Regions from separate parts of the Mus musculus genome. Here region 2 is linked to region 1. The links are chromatin contacts, called in public Hi-C maps. All regions are on one chromosome and are shown on one strand. The core of a region is the stretch at or near the end of the contact, and the rest is flanking DNA. Distances in the headings are between cores, read along the strand shown. Region 1 has its middle 15 kb from the start of Csk. Region 2 has its middle 36 kb from the start of Ubl7.

What was found. A called contact is a pair of places that touch in the nucleus more often than the background predicts.
Region 2: a contact with region 1 is called in a Hi-C map of the G1E-ER4 cell line, with 2.0 times the contacts expected there. The contact joins two enhancer-like sites. A contact is called at or near these places in 14 of 484 Hi-C or Micro-C datasets (the Ba/F3 cell line, the G1E-ER4 cell line, the N1E-115 cell line and 6 more), 1 of 115 datasets of contacts at active chromatin or transcription factors (embryonic stem cells) and 4 of 9 other capture datasets (adipose tissue, embryonic stem cells, liver and 1 more).

Annotation. Positions count from the first base shown.
Region 1 is chr9:57,657,920-57,663,771 of GRCm38.p6, forward strand. No RefSeq gene overlaps it. Among named protein-coding and RNA genes, the nearest start is that of Csk, 15 kb to the left of the region's middle. Within about 2 kb of position 2,787, at least 17 of the 459 cell types and tissues checked have an H3K27ac peak or open chromatin away from gene starts, as enhancers often do. A contact at or near this core is called in the G1E-ER4 cell line, where this site is marked.
Region 2 is chr9:57,871,675-57,877,526 of GRCm38.p6, forward strand. No RefSeq gene overlaps it. Among named protein-coding and RNA genes, the nearest start is that of Ubl7, 36 kb to the right of the region's middle. Within about 2 kb of position 2,452, at least 24 of the 459 cell types and tissues checked have an H3K27ac peak or open chromatin away from gene starts, as enhancers often do. A contact at or near this core is called in the G1E-ER4 cell line, where this site is marked.

The sequences.
Region 1 (5,852 bases), core at 1,537-4,036:
CAACTCTGAAAACGACCGGAAGTGTCACTGCAACGTAAGCCCTTCCACTCTGCACCTCAGCCTACCTTCTTGGTGAGCTAAAGTAGAGCTTTTAAGGATGCAGTGGGCACAAACACCCAGAGGGACCAGCAGAGGGCAGGCACCCCCACAGGGAATTTGGCTGGCGTTCAAGTAGAATCAAGAGGTGGCTGGACTCCAGGTATCTCCAAGATTTTGGAATTTAATCCCCCTGTATATACTCTCTCTGAAAGAGTGTGTGTGTGGATGTGTGTATCTCCCCCCATTCTTGTCCCTGTGCCTCTGTACACCTGTAATCTTCATTTGTTTGCCTGCCATTCTAGGTAAGCATGTGTATGTGTATGCTAAGTCAAGAATGGGTGTGCATCAATGGCCGAAGTACCAAAAATGATGATGGAATCAGGTGCGGTGGTACACACCTATAATCTCAGCACTCCACAGGCTGATCCACTGGAGTGATCTTAGTTCAAGGTCAGCCCGAGTTACAAAATGAGATTGAGGTCAGCCTGTGCTATATATAGTATAGCCTTGTCTCAATAAAGCAACCAAGTGGGATGTGGTGGCACACACCTTTAATTCCAGCACTCCAGAGGCAGAGGCAGGAGAATGTTTGTGAATTTGTAGCCAGCATAGTCTACATATTGAGTTCTGGGACAGCTAGGACTACATAGAGAGAACCTGTCTCAGAGAGAGAAAGAAAGAAAGCATCCAAACTAACTAAACAAACAAAGACAGTGGGGGTGGGTGGGAAGATGGCTCAGTGGGTAAAACTGATTGCTGAGCAAGCCTTCAACACCCCATGGGGATCCCTGCACTTGTACAAGATGGGAGGTGGAGACAAGGGAGGGACTCTTTGAAGCTCATGGGCCACTAGCCTGGCTTGTGTGATACAGAGGAAATAAAGAGATCCTGTCTCAAACAAGGTGGAAGGCCAGGCCTGCTGCTCAGGGCTGTCCTTTGATCTCTACATAAGCACTGTGTGCACACAAAACAACCAAGGCCTCAGCCTTGGAGGTGCAAGAAGAAGCACTGTAGGAGGAGTGAGCGAAACAAGGGACAACGTGACAACTTCCTCTCTCTCTTCTCCCCCGCCCCTTCTTACTCTCGGTCTTTTTTTTTCTCTCTTTAAAAAATAATTATTTAATTTATTTTATGCATATAAGTATTTTGCTTGTATGTTTGTATACCATGTGTGTGCCTGGTACCTGTGGAAGCCAGAAGGGGGCACCAGACCTCCTGGAACTGGAGTTAACAGACAGTTGTGAGCTGCCATGTGGGTGCTTGAACCCATGTCTTCTGGAATAGCACCCTCTGCTCTTTCCCACTGAGCCATCTTTCCAGCTCCTTATTCTCATTCTTAGTTTTGTTCTTCTTCTTCTTTCTCCTTGGCTTTCTAACCCTTCTCCTCATTGACTTTGTCCCCCTTGGTTCTTGTGATAGCAATATGTCCAAGTTTCTCCTGGTTATTTGTGTTGGGGTTTAGAGTGGGAAGGGTTAGGAACAGGACTTGGGGGAGAGGAAGGTGCATCTTAAGACTTCCCAGTCAGCCAATCAGAAGGACTCCAAGAGCTGCGGTCCCCCAAGTTCCTGGGGCTGATGACGATTTGTGTCTTTCTAAGTTATATAGTTAGCTGGTTCTACTGTCTTAGAGTGAGAGTTTCATTATCTAGCCCAGGCTAGCCTGGAACTTGCTATATAACTCAGTCCAGTTCCTAGCTCACAATCCTCCTGACTCAGTCTCTAAATGGTTAAGATTTCAGGTGTGTGTCATCACACCTGGCTGTTTCAAGTTAGTCTGCAAAAACCAGATTGAAAAAAAAAAAATGGTGCAGGAAGGGGGGGGCACATGTTCTAGCCGCTCTTAGTAATCTCTCCAGAATTTTTGGTTTGGAAAGACTTGAGATTCACCTTGAAGTTGCATTTTTACACAAACCACTTTCCATTAGATTGCCTGGGGCTGAGGGATTGTGGGTAGAGGCCAAGCACTATGGGGAACTCAGTTTTCTCAATGACCACCAAGGGGCAGCACAGACCACACTCTCGGTGCTTCATCCTGAACAAAGAAGATAGATGCAGAGCCTGCCTGGCCTTAGAACTCAGGACCAGGCAGGAGGAGAGAGTAAAACCGGCAATTTAGTGGTGCCCATCTTTAATCCTAGCACTTGGGTGGCAGAGGCAGGCAGATCTTTATGAGTTCAAAGCCGGCCTGATGTGTATAGTTAGTTCCAGGTCAGCCAGAACCCAGAGCTACACAGTGAGTGAGACCTTAAAGGAAAACTAGCAGCTAAGAAACAGGAAGACTCCCCCCCGCCCCCCCCCCCCCCGCAGATCACAATCCTGATTCTATTTATTATAGACAGTGTCTCACTGTATAGTCCATGGCTGGTCTAAAACTCACGGATGGATGGTAATCACCACCATGCCCAGATGGTTCTTGGTTTTACTTGCAGTTGTGGGTGTTTGTTTGTTTGTTTGAGACAAGGTCTTGCTGTGTATAGCTCGGGCTATCCTGGAGCTCTCAATGAGTCTTGCCTACTTTATGCCCACTCTACTTCAGCCTTACCTTTTGAAATGTTATTTTTCATGTGTATGGGAGGTTAGCCTGCACGTACGACTGTCTGTTTGCTACATAACTACCATGTGTATACCTGATGCCCAAGGAGGGCAGCTCAAAGAGGGCGTTGGATCCTCTGGAACTGGAGTTTCAGATGCTTGTGACCTGCCCTGTGGGTGCTGGATGGAACCTGAGTGGTCTGGAAGAGCTCTTATCTCTGAGCTATCTTTGCAGCCCTTGCTTTGGCTTCCTGCAGGTGTAGATTACAAGTGTGTGCCACCGTGACCAGCCGGCTTGGTTTTTATTTCAAGTGTACACAAGGAGGGAGGGGAGGACAATTTCCTTTGAACATTGGGTCCCGCCAATGGGAAAAATGTTGACTTTGAAGACTACAGTTGCAGCTTGACACTTAGAGCCAGGTGCCCCCACCTTTTTTTTTCCTGGGGGCAGGGAGAACTGAGAGAGAACTGCCTAGCTCAGTGGGAGATTGTTTGCCTAGTGTGGGAGAGGCTCTGGATTCAACTCTTAGAACTGAAAAAGAAATCTATATCCTATATTCAGGAGCCAGAGGCAGGCTGATCTCTGTGAATTTGAGGCCAGGGTTCCAGGACATTCAGGGCTACATAACAGAGAGACCCTGTCTTAAAACAAACAATAAAAACATCCTATATTCCATAGACATCTTTAGCCTTTCCAGAAAAGAAATACACCCTTTCCCCCATCTTCTCTGTATACATTAGCATATAATTGTTTTTAAACAGATAATAGCAGCCTGGTCTACAGGGTGAGTTCCAGGACAGCCAGGGCTATACAGAGAAACCCTGTCTCGGAAACAAAACAAAACAAACCACAAAAAAACCCAAAACAAACAAACAAAAATAATAGGGCTGTAGCTCAGTTGGCAGAGTACTTACGTAGCAAAGTCCTAGGTTCAGTTGCCAGCACTGCACACACTGGCTGCACTGGTGCACACAGCACTGCACACACTGGCTGCACTGGTGCACACAGGCACCTGTAGCAATCAACGATACAGGTAGGAAGATGGGAAAGGCAAAGTCATACTAGGCTATTGTGATGTTTGAATAAAAATGGCCTCCATAGGCTGTTATGCTTGAATATTTAATCCCCACTTGGTGGAACTGTTTGGGTGGTGGACCCTATGGGAGGAGGTGTGTCCCTGGGAGTGTGCTTTGATGTTTCAAAAGACTCCCACCATTTCCAGTTGGCTCTCTGCCTGCATCTCACAGATCAAGATTGGAGCTGTCAGCTGCTATGGTGTCATGCCTGCTGCCGGCTCCTGCCACGGTGGTGACAGAACAGGAAACTCTAAATAAAACCTTGCTACTGTAACTTGCCTCGGTTGTAGGATCTTGTCACAGCAATAGTAAAGAAACCAAGACTGGATATATTGTGGTTCCAGGTCTCTCTTTTGAGACCTTTGTGAAAACAAAAACAAAACAAATAAATAAAACAAAACAATAACAACAAAAAATAGAAATAAGGCTGGGCGTGGTGGCACATGCCTTTAATCCCAGCACTCAGGAGGCAGAAGTAGGCAGATTTCTGAGTTTGAGGCCAGCCTGGTCTACAGAGTGAGTTCCAGGATAGCCAGGGCTATACAGAGAAACCCTGTCTCGAAAAACAAACAAACAAACAAAAAGAAATAAAATTAAAATATAAATGGAAAGCCAAACAAAGGGATACCTGACTCTGAGGCCCACACACAAACCAACCAACTCTACCTCAGCAGGTCTTTGAGATGGCTCAGTAGATGAAGGTGCTTGTAGCCAAGCCTGAGGGGAGAGTTCTATTCCTCATGGAACCCACATGGTAGAAGGAGAGAGAGAACAGACTTCTGCAAGTTGTCATCTGACTTCCACAGATGCACCACTGCACACATACACACAAATACAATAAGTGTGAAAAGCAGGAAAATAAAACCTCTGGGGCAGCCAAGGCAAGAGCATCACAAGTTCCATGCTAGTCTGGGATATTCAGTGAAACCTTACATAAAAATTCAAAATCAGGGCTGGTGAGATGGCTCAGCAGGTAAGAGCACCTGACTGCTCTTCCGAAGGTCCGGAGTTCAAATCCCAGCAACCACGTGGTGGCTCACAACCATCTGTAACAAGATCTGACGCCCTCTTCTGGAGTGTCTGAGGACAGCTACAGTGTACTTGCATATAATAAATAAATAAATCTTAAAAAAAAAAGAAACCACATATGTGACATATGTATGTGTGTGATATATTAAAAAAAAATTCAAAATCAGCTCAGCAGTGCTGGGGCACACCTTGAATTCTAGCACTCAAGAGGCAGAGGCAGGCTGACCTCTGAGTTCCAAGCTAGCCTGGTCTACAGAGCCAGTTCCAGGACAGCCACGGTTACACAGAGAAATCTTGTCTCAAAAAACAAACAAACAAACAAACAAATAAACAAACAAAACCCAAACCTTAAAAAAAACAACCACAGAAAAATCATAAATGGATTAGGCAGGGTGGTGAACATCTGTAACCAAGTGCCTGCAAGCCTTGGGGTCTGAGGCAGGAGGATTGAGAGTTCCAGGTTAGCCTGGGGTACATGGTAAGATTCTGGTCTCAAGAAACGAACAGGCTGGAGAGATAGCTTGGCTGGTTTATTGAACACACATCCCAAGACTGATTGATCAGGGATGCAGTCTAGACTCCAGAGCTAAACTGCAACCCTGAGCCAAAATGCCATAGAGCTTTTTAAAATTTTTATTTATTTATTTATTTATTTATTATATGTGTGTACACTGTAGCTGTCTTCAGACACTCCAGAAGAGGGCATCAGATTTTTGTTATGGATGGTTGTGAGCCACCATGTGGTTGCTGGGATTTGAACTCAGGACCTTTGGAAGAGCAGTCAGTGCTCTTAACCGCTGAGCCATCTCACCGGCCCCCGCCATAGAGCTTTTAAGCCTGAAATCTATAAAAATCTGTGGCAAGCTATTCCACCAATCAGGATTTAGGGATAGGGGACTTCCAACTGGTTGGGGTATTCAGCTGTGGCAGGGGACTTGCCTTACTTAACAGTTATGTCTTAAATTGCCAACCAGATGTTAGTTGCCCACGTACATGATTCTTTCAGCCAAGTAGGATGACAGTTCCCAGGGAGGTCTGGGGAACTTAAAACTTTATTCAACCCCTACTCAAAATGGAAGTCTTATTCCTAATGGCTTCTTATATTGGTGTAGGCGTCTCTCTTATGTTGGGGCCTATCCCAGGGGCAGCTGATAGGTACAGGCAGTGCTTCCAGG
Region 2 (5,852 bases), core at 1,202-3,701, 210 kb after region 1:
TAAAGAGGCCACCCGTAGGGCCAGCAGCACGACCTACAGCTGACCTGGCTACCGTATTAGCCAAACATAAGACTTCCACCAAGAAAGACCAACTCAGATGTAAGACTTTGATTCCATTCCTTGAGGAAACCACCTGAACTCCAACTGACCACACTAGACCCCTTCTGTTCTGGAATCAGAGGTTCATTCTCAGAGGAAAAGATTTGTATTTGAGGTTTATATTTGCCTTTTCCATACCAAGGTTCTGGAGCCAACACCACTATCCAAGGATATAGAAGGTTTGGGGCATGGCGTCTTGTGTTTGCATCAGACTAGGGACCAATGACCATGAGTTCCAATACTTTTTTATCTTGGGGAAATGTAAGCAAATGTCTACTCATCCCTACCAATGATGGACCAAAGAATCAATGCCATTAAAATCTAGCTTAAAGGACCAATAAGTTTAATTGGGATTATTTGTAGCAGCATGGATGAGGGCTTACAGGACCATGAACAATTTATGGGTGGCTAAGCCACTAAGCACCCCCAACACCCCCAAGTCTAGCTATTTATTTTGTTTGTTTGGTTTTGTTTGGTTGGTTTTGTTTTTTTAGAGACAGGGTTATTTAGCCCTGGTTGTCCTGAAACTTACTATGTAATCCAAACTGGCCTCAAAATCACAGAGATCTTCCTGCCTCATGAATGCTTAGATTAAAGGCATGTATCATTAGGCTCGGCTCAGTCCAGCAATTTTTAACCCTTATGTCCTTGGGGAGAGGACTTGTGAAAGGCAGCTTTAGTCCCTTCCTTCTCTTACAAGGGAAATGTCAGTGGATCCAATCTTTTTAGGGTCTCATTCAGGCAATTAGCTGATCTAACTTATTTAATTTCTTCATTTTTTCCTTTTTGTATGTATGTATGTATGTATGTATGTATGTATGTATGTATGTATGCATGCAGGTATGCATTTGTCTCACTATGTAGCCCTGACTGGCCATCAATTCGATGTGTAGACCGATCTGACCTTGTACTCACAGGTTCCACTTGCCTCTGTCTATTGAGTGCTGGGATTAAAGGGATGCACCACCACATGGGGCATTTGCTCTGTTCTATCAACATAAGGCAGTTATAGGTCACTGTTCCAAAAGAAGACAATTGATAGTGTTGGGAAAGAAGGGTTTCTTTGGCACAACTGAAGCAGAGACTACACTGTGGAGGACAGGGGTGCTAACTTCCAGGTTACAGAATATGTATTGATCTCACAGCGTAGGTGGTTCAGGCACACCCGTGTGCCTTAATATGGATTATTGGCATGGGAAGTAATAGGTTGGGGTAATATGGATTATTGGTATGGGTGAAAACAAATTAACTCATTTTTTCCCTAGAAGTATAATCAAATCACTTCTCCTGAAGATTTATCATTTTGTGTTGAAGTATATACATATAATATCCATAGCTGTGCAAGTTTATTTTAGATTTTATCCATCCACTAGATTGATAGTGAAATAAGATTTTCCCCATTTTTTTCTATTATTTACTAATTTCGTGGTTTTGAAAAATTGCTAGTTCCGGCCGAGCGGCCACTGGGTTCTGGAACCTGGCGGCTGTCTTGTGGGCAGGCACTGGTAGCGTCGGGTGTCCCGGGTGTCCCGGGTGTCCCGCAGGATCCCTGGCTGGTCCAGGGCAGGCACCACACTCACGGCTCCAAGCAACTGGGCACCCCCACAACAAGTTTGCTGAACAAGTAGTGGACAATCTGCCAGCTGATGTGTCCACTGGCATTTAATACTACGGAGCAGAGATGTCCATAAAATGGTGGTACGCACAGGATGGAATCTATACTACAAGAACGTGAAAAAGTCCATGGAAACCCACATCATGCATACCTTCAAAGAGGACTTCTATAGGGAAACTCCCAATGTGGCCACTGTTGGCTACCTCAGACCTGAAAGAACTTTGATTCTTTAGAGTCACTTATGTCTGCGATTCAAGGTGATACCAAAGAAGCTAAAAACAAACAAACAAACAAACAAACCAAAAACAACAACTGGATTTACCTGAACATTTGAAACTCAAAGATGACAATTTCTTCCAAGTCTCTAAAGGCAAAATTATGAATGACCGCTGATGAAAAGTCCCTTATCTGTCCACCACTAGTGTCGCAGTGCTTCTGATACAGTCTTATCTTGATCATATTTTAAATCAAGAGCTTCCCTGTAGCTGTCACGAGGCCTCCAGCAGTTAGCTCCATCATGTTGCCTACTACTAAGAGATTCATTAAACAAATCAAGACTTTAAACGTAATATGTCAATTAAAATGTAGCACTAGAAAGCTAGCGTCTTGTAATGAAAATAAAGTCTGTGAGTGTGGGTGGAAAAGCAAGTTATTAAGGAAAATGAGGACTGGCTGTAGTTCTTGTGACCTTGTGTGCTGGCGCTGGTGAGCCCAGCAAGCATGCATGGCTGAACAGAAGCTTTCCAGGAAATGCCCCCCCCCCCCGCTCCCTGCCCACCCCACCCCCCCAGCTTACCCAAGGAGGAAAATCTGGAGTTAGTTTTATTATTTTGTGCATTAGTATATTTTTACAATCCTGTAAACTTTCGTGAGCCTTGAGTCACTCATTCCCCATGAGGTCACTTCCTGGTGTGTCCCAATGCTCTGCTGTGGAGTTACTTCAGGTTGAAGTGGCCTTGATCACCCCACATCCGGGTTTTTGCTTTTCTGCACAGTACTGAGGATCCAACCCAGTGCCTCACACGCTAGGCAAGTGTGACCACTAAGCTAGGCTCCCGGTCCCCTTTACTTTTTGAAGCCATGTCTACATGTTGCCTTTTTGAAGGTTAGATACTTTTGCTCTTTAACATTTTTTGTGACTTTGGTTTATTCCCATTTGGCATATCTGACAACCATGTGACTCAAATTGCTTGTGTATGTGCCATTCTGCTCAAAACTAAATGTTGGTCAGGTGCAAGTATACATTGTATCTTTTTTTTTCTCTCTCTGTGTACTCCTGGCTATCCTGGAGCTCACTCTGTAGAACAGGCTGGCCTCCAACTCAGAAATCTGCCTGCCTCTGCCTCCCAAGTGCTGGGATTAAAGGTGTGTACCACCACTGCCCAGTGCATTGTATATTTTAAGAAAAATAAAACAAGCTGCATTTATAGACTTGCTTGGAATTGAAACAAACACAGCCAGTTACTACCCAACCCTGCCCTGCCTTTTTTTTTTTTTTTTTTTTTTTAAGTGTGGTCCTATGTTTTCAAAGTAAATATAGTTTTCTATGACCAGGTACTTAAATATAATTTAATACTCTACTAAAGTCTTTGTAGTTTCAGAAACAGAGTAAGTTTTAGTTTCATATCTTTATATCTCCTAGTTTCCCTCTTATCTAACTTGGTGGCTTGAATTGTTTATGTTGGCAGAAGGTAGACATTGGATCACCAATCGCTTTGGGCTCATCAGTGCATTGAATCATCATTTGTTGAATGGCAACGGGTTTGCTGGGGCAGAGGCACTGCCTAGTGGGCGTGTGCACATTAAAATAGAAAGGTAATTTTAACAACACACAGACTTGGTCTCTGCATGTGTGTGCAAGTGGGTATGTGGGAAGGGATAGGACTCACTCAATCCTGTGAATGTGTTCCATGGCTGAGCAACATCCCTAGCCTTCAAAACACAATTTTTCATGTTGGAAACTCCATATTTAAAGGAAGTCTTAATTATCAATGGATTTATGAAGAAAAATTTAAAAAACAAACATGGACAATACAAAATAGATCTTTGGGTTTTTTGTTAGTAAGACTAGCTTGTTAATTATGTCCTCACTAAGTATATCAATGTTCATGGCTAATGTCATCTCACATTTTGTTTAACAGTTGTTACTTTGGAATTATATGGTGTGTGGTTTAGCGCTTAGTTAATTCTCTAGACTTCAAATACTATTCCTGATGTATTATAAGTATTACATAAGGATTGATGTATTGATGTATGATTAGTCTGAGTGTTTGCAGGCCTTGGAGTAAAACTTGGCTATGTTATTTTTTTCCCTCAAAAAAAAAAAAAAAAAGAAAAAGAAAAGGAAAAATTGCAGTGGTAGCACAAAAATAGATTTGCTCTGAGCTATTTAAGAGTTCATTACCAGCAAATGCCCTGTCACCCATGCAGATAAATTAGTGTATTTCCTAGAAACAACATTCCCACACATCAATAAAATATCAAAACTAGGTCATTGACAATAACACTTTACTTCAATCCAACTCACAGACCCCATTCAACTTTGACAATTGTCACAAGGACATCCTCCGGAAAAGAACTCAGGCCAGGATCACTGGCTGCATTTGGTTTTCATCCCTCTTTAGTCTCCTTTGGTCTGGAACACTTTTTCATTCTCTCCTTGACCTTCGTGACCACTTTTGAAGACAGCAGGCCAGCTATTTCATATATCATCCCTTGATCTGCCTTTGTCTGATGTAGCAGAAACATCACAGGAGTGATTCCCTTCGTCCTGTGTACCCTCCTGATAGTGCATAGTGTCAGTGTCTGTGTTACTCAGGCTGCCTTTTGGCTCACCGAAGATGCTATCAGCCAGGTTTCTTACAAGTGAGATTCAAATATGTGGGTGCTAAGTGGACTCCAAGCTCCAGGATACCTCTGTTCCTGGTCCTTTTAATACCTATCCAGGAGATACACATCATGCAATAACATACACACACATATGTTTTATCTCCTATGTCTTAGTGTGACTATTGCTGGATGAAACACCATGATCAAAAGCAACTTGGGGAGGAAAGGGTTTATTTGACTTACACTTCCACATCACTCACTGTTCATCACTGAAGGAAATGAGGGACTGAACTCAAACAGGGCAGGAACCTGGAGGCAGGAACTAGTGCAGAGGCCACAGAGAAGTGCTGCTTACTGGCTTGCTCCTCACCCATCACTAATTTAAGAAACAAATGAGCTGAATGGTAGTGGCCCATGCCTTTAATCCCAGCACTTGAGAGACAGAGGCAAGGGGATCTCTGAGCTCAAAGCCAGCTTGCTCTACAAGAGTGAGTTCCAGGATATCCAGGGCTACCACAAAGAAATCTGTCTCAAAACAAAACAAAGCCCTCAATAAAACAAAAACAAAACAAAAGCAATCAAACAAACGAAAAGCTCACAGCCCTATTTTACGGAGGCAGTTTCTCAATTGAGGTTTCCTCCTCCCAAATGACTATAGCTTGTGTCGAGGTGACATGAAACTATCCAGCACACCTTAGGTCACACAAAACAACGACTCCATCCATAATATCTCCCACTTCAATCTAATGCCACGGGGTTCATTCTAGTTTCCTCATTACTGCATTTGTCCCTTCGTTTCTAGTAACATCTTGGCTCTCATTGGTATCAACATACTTACTTCTTTGACTAATTTCTGCTTCTGGTGCTGGCCCTCCAAAGCCTTCTCTCCTCTTCCTCTGGGGCTCTGACATTTTCAGTTGGGTAGCTCTGCTATCATCCCCACCTCTCTATGGCAATCTTCCTGTGCTGGGACCCAACACCTCAGTCTTGACGACTACCAGTCTCTTGCTCCATCTTTTTCTGCCTGTGCTTGGCATTCCAAGACCCGTTGTGAAATGGGCACTTGAAAGTCTGAGGAGTAAGACTGTGCACTAGAAGTTACAACCATGATGAAATTGATTTTTGGTCATGCTGATAGGTGTGGGGGGATGCTATTCTCAGCTTAGAATGGCATTCTAAAAGTACCAGCTCTTTAATCATCATTTAATCTATGTGAAAGTTATAGTTGTACTTGGTTACAAAATGGAAGCATTTTCCTGGTAAATTATAAGAGGATCATTTATTATTTAATACCCTTTCTCACTGAATT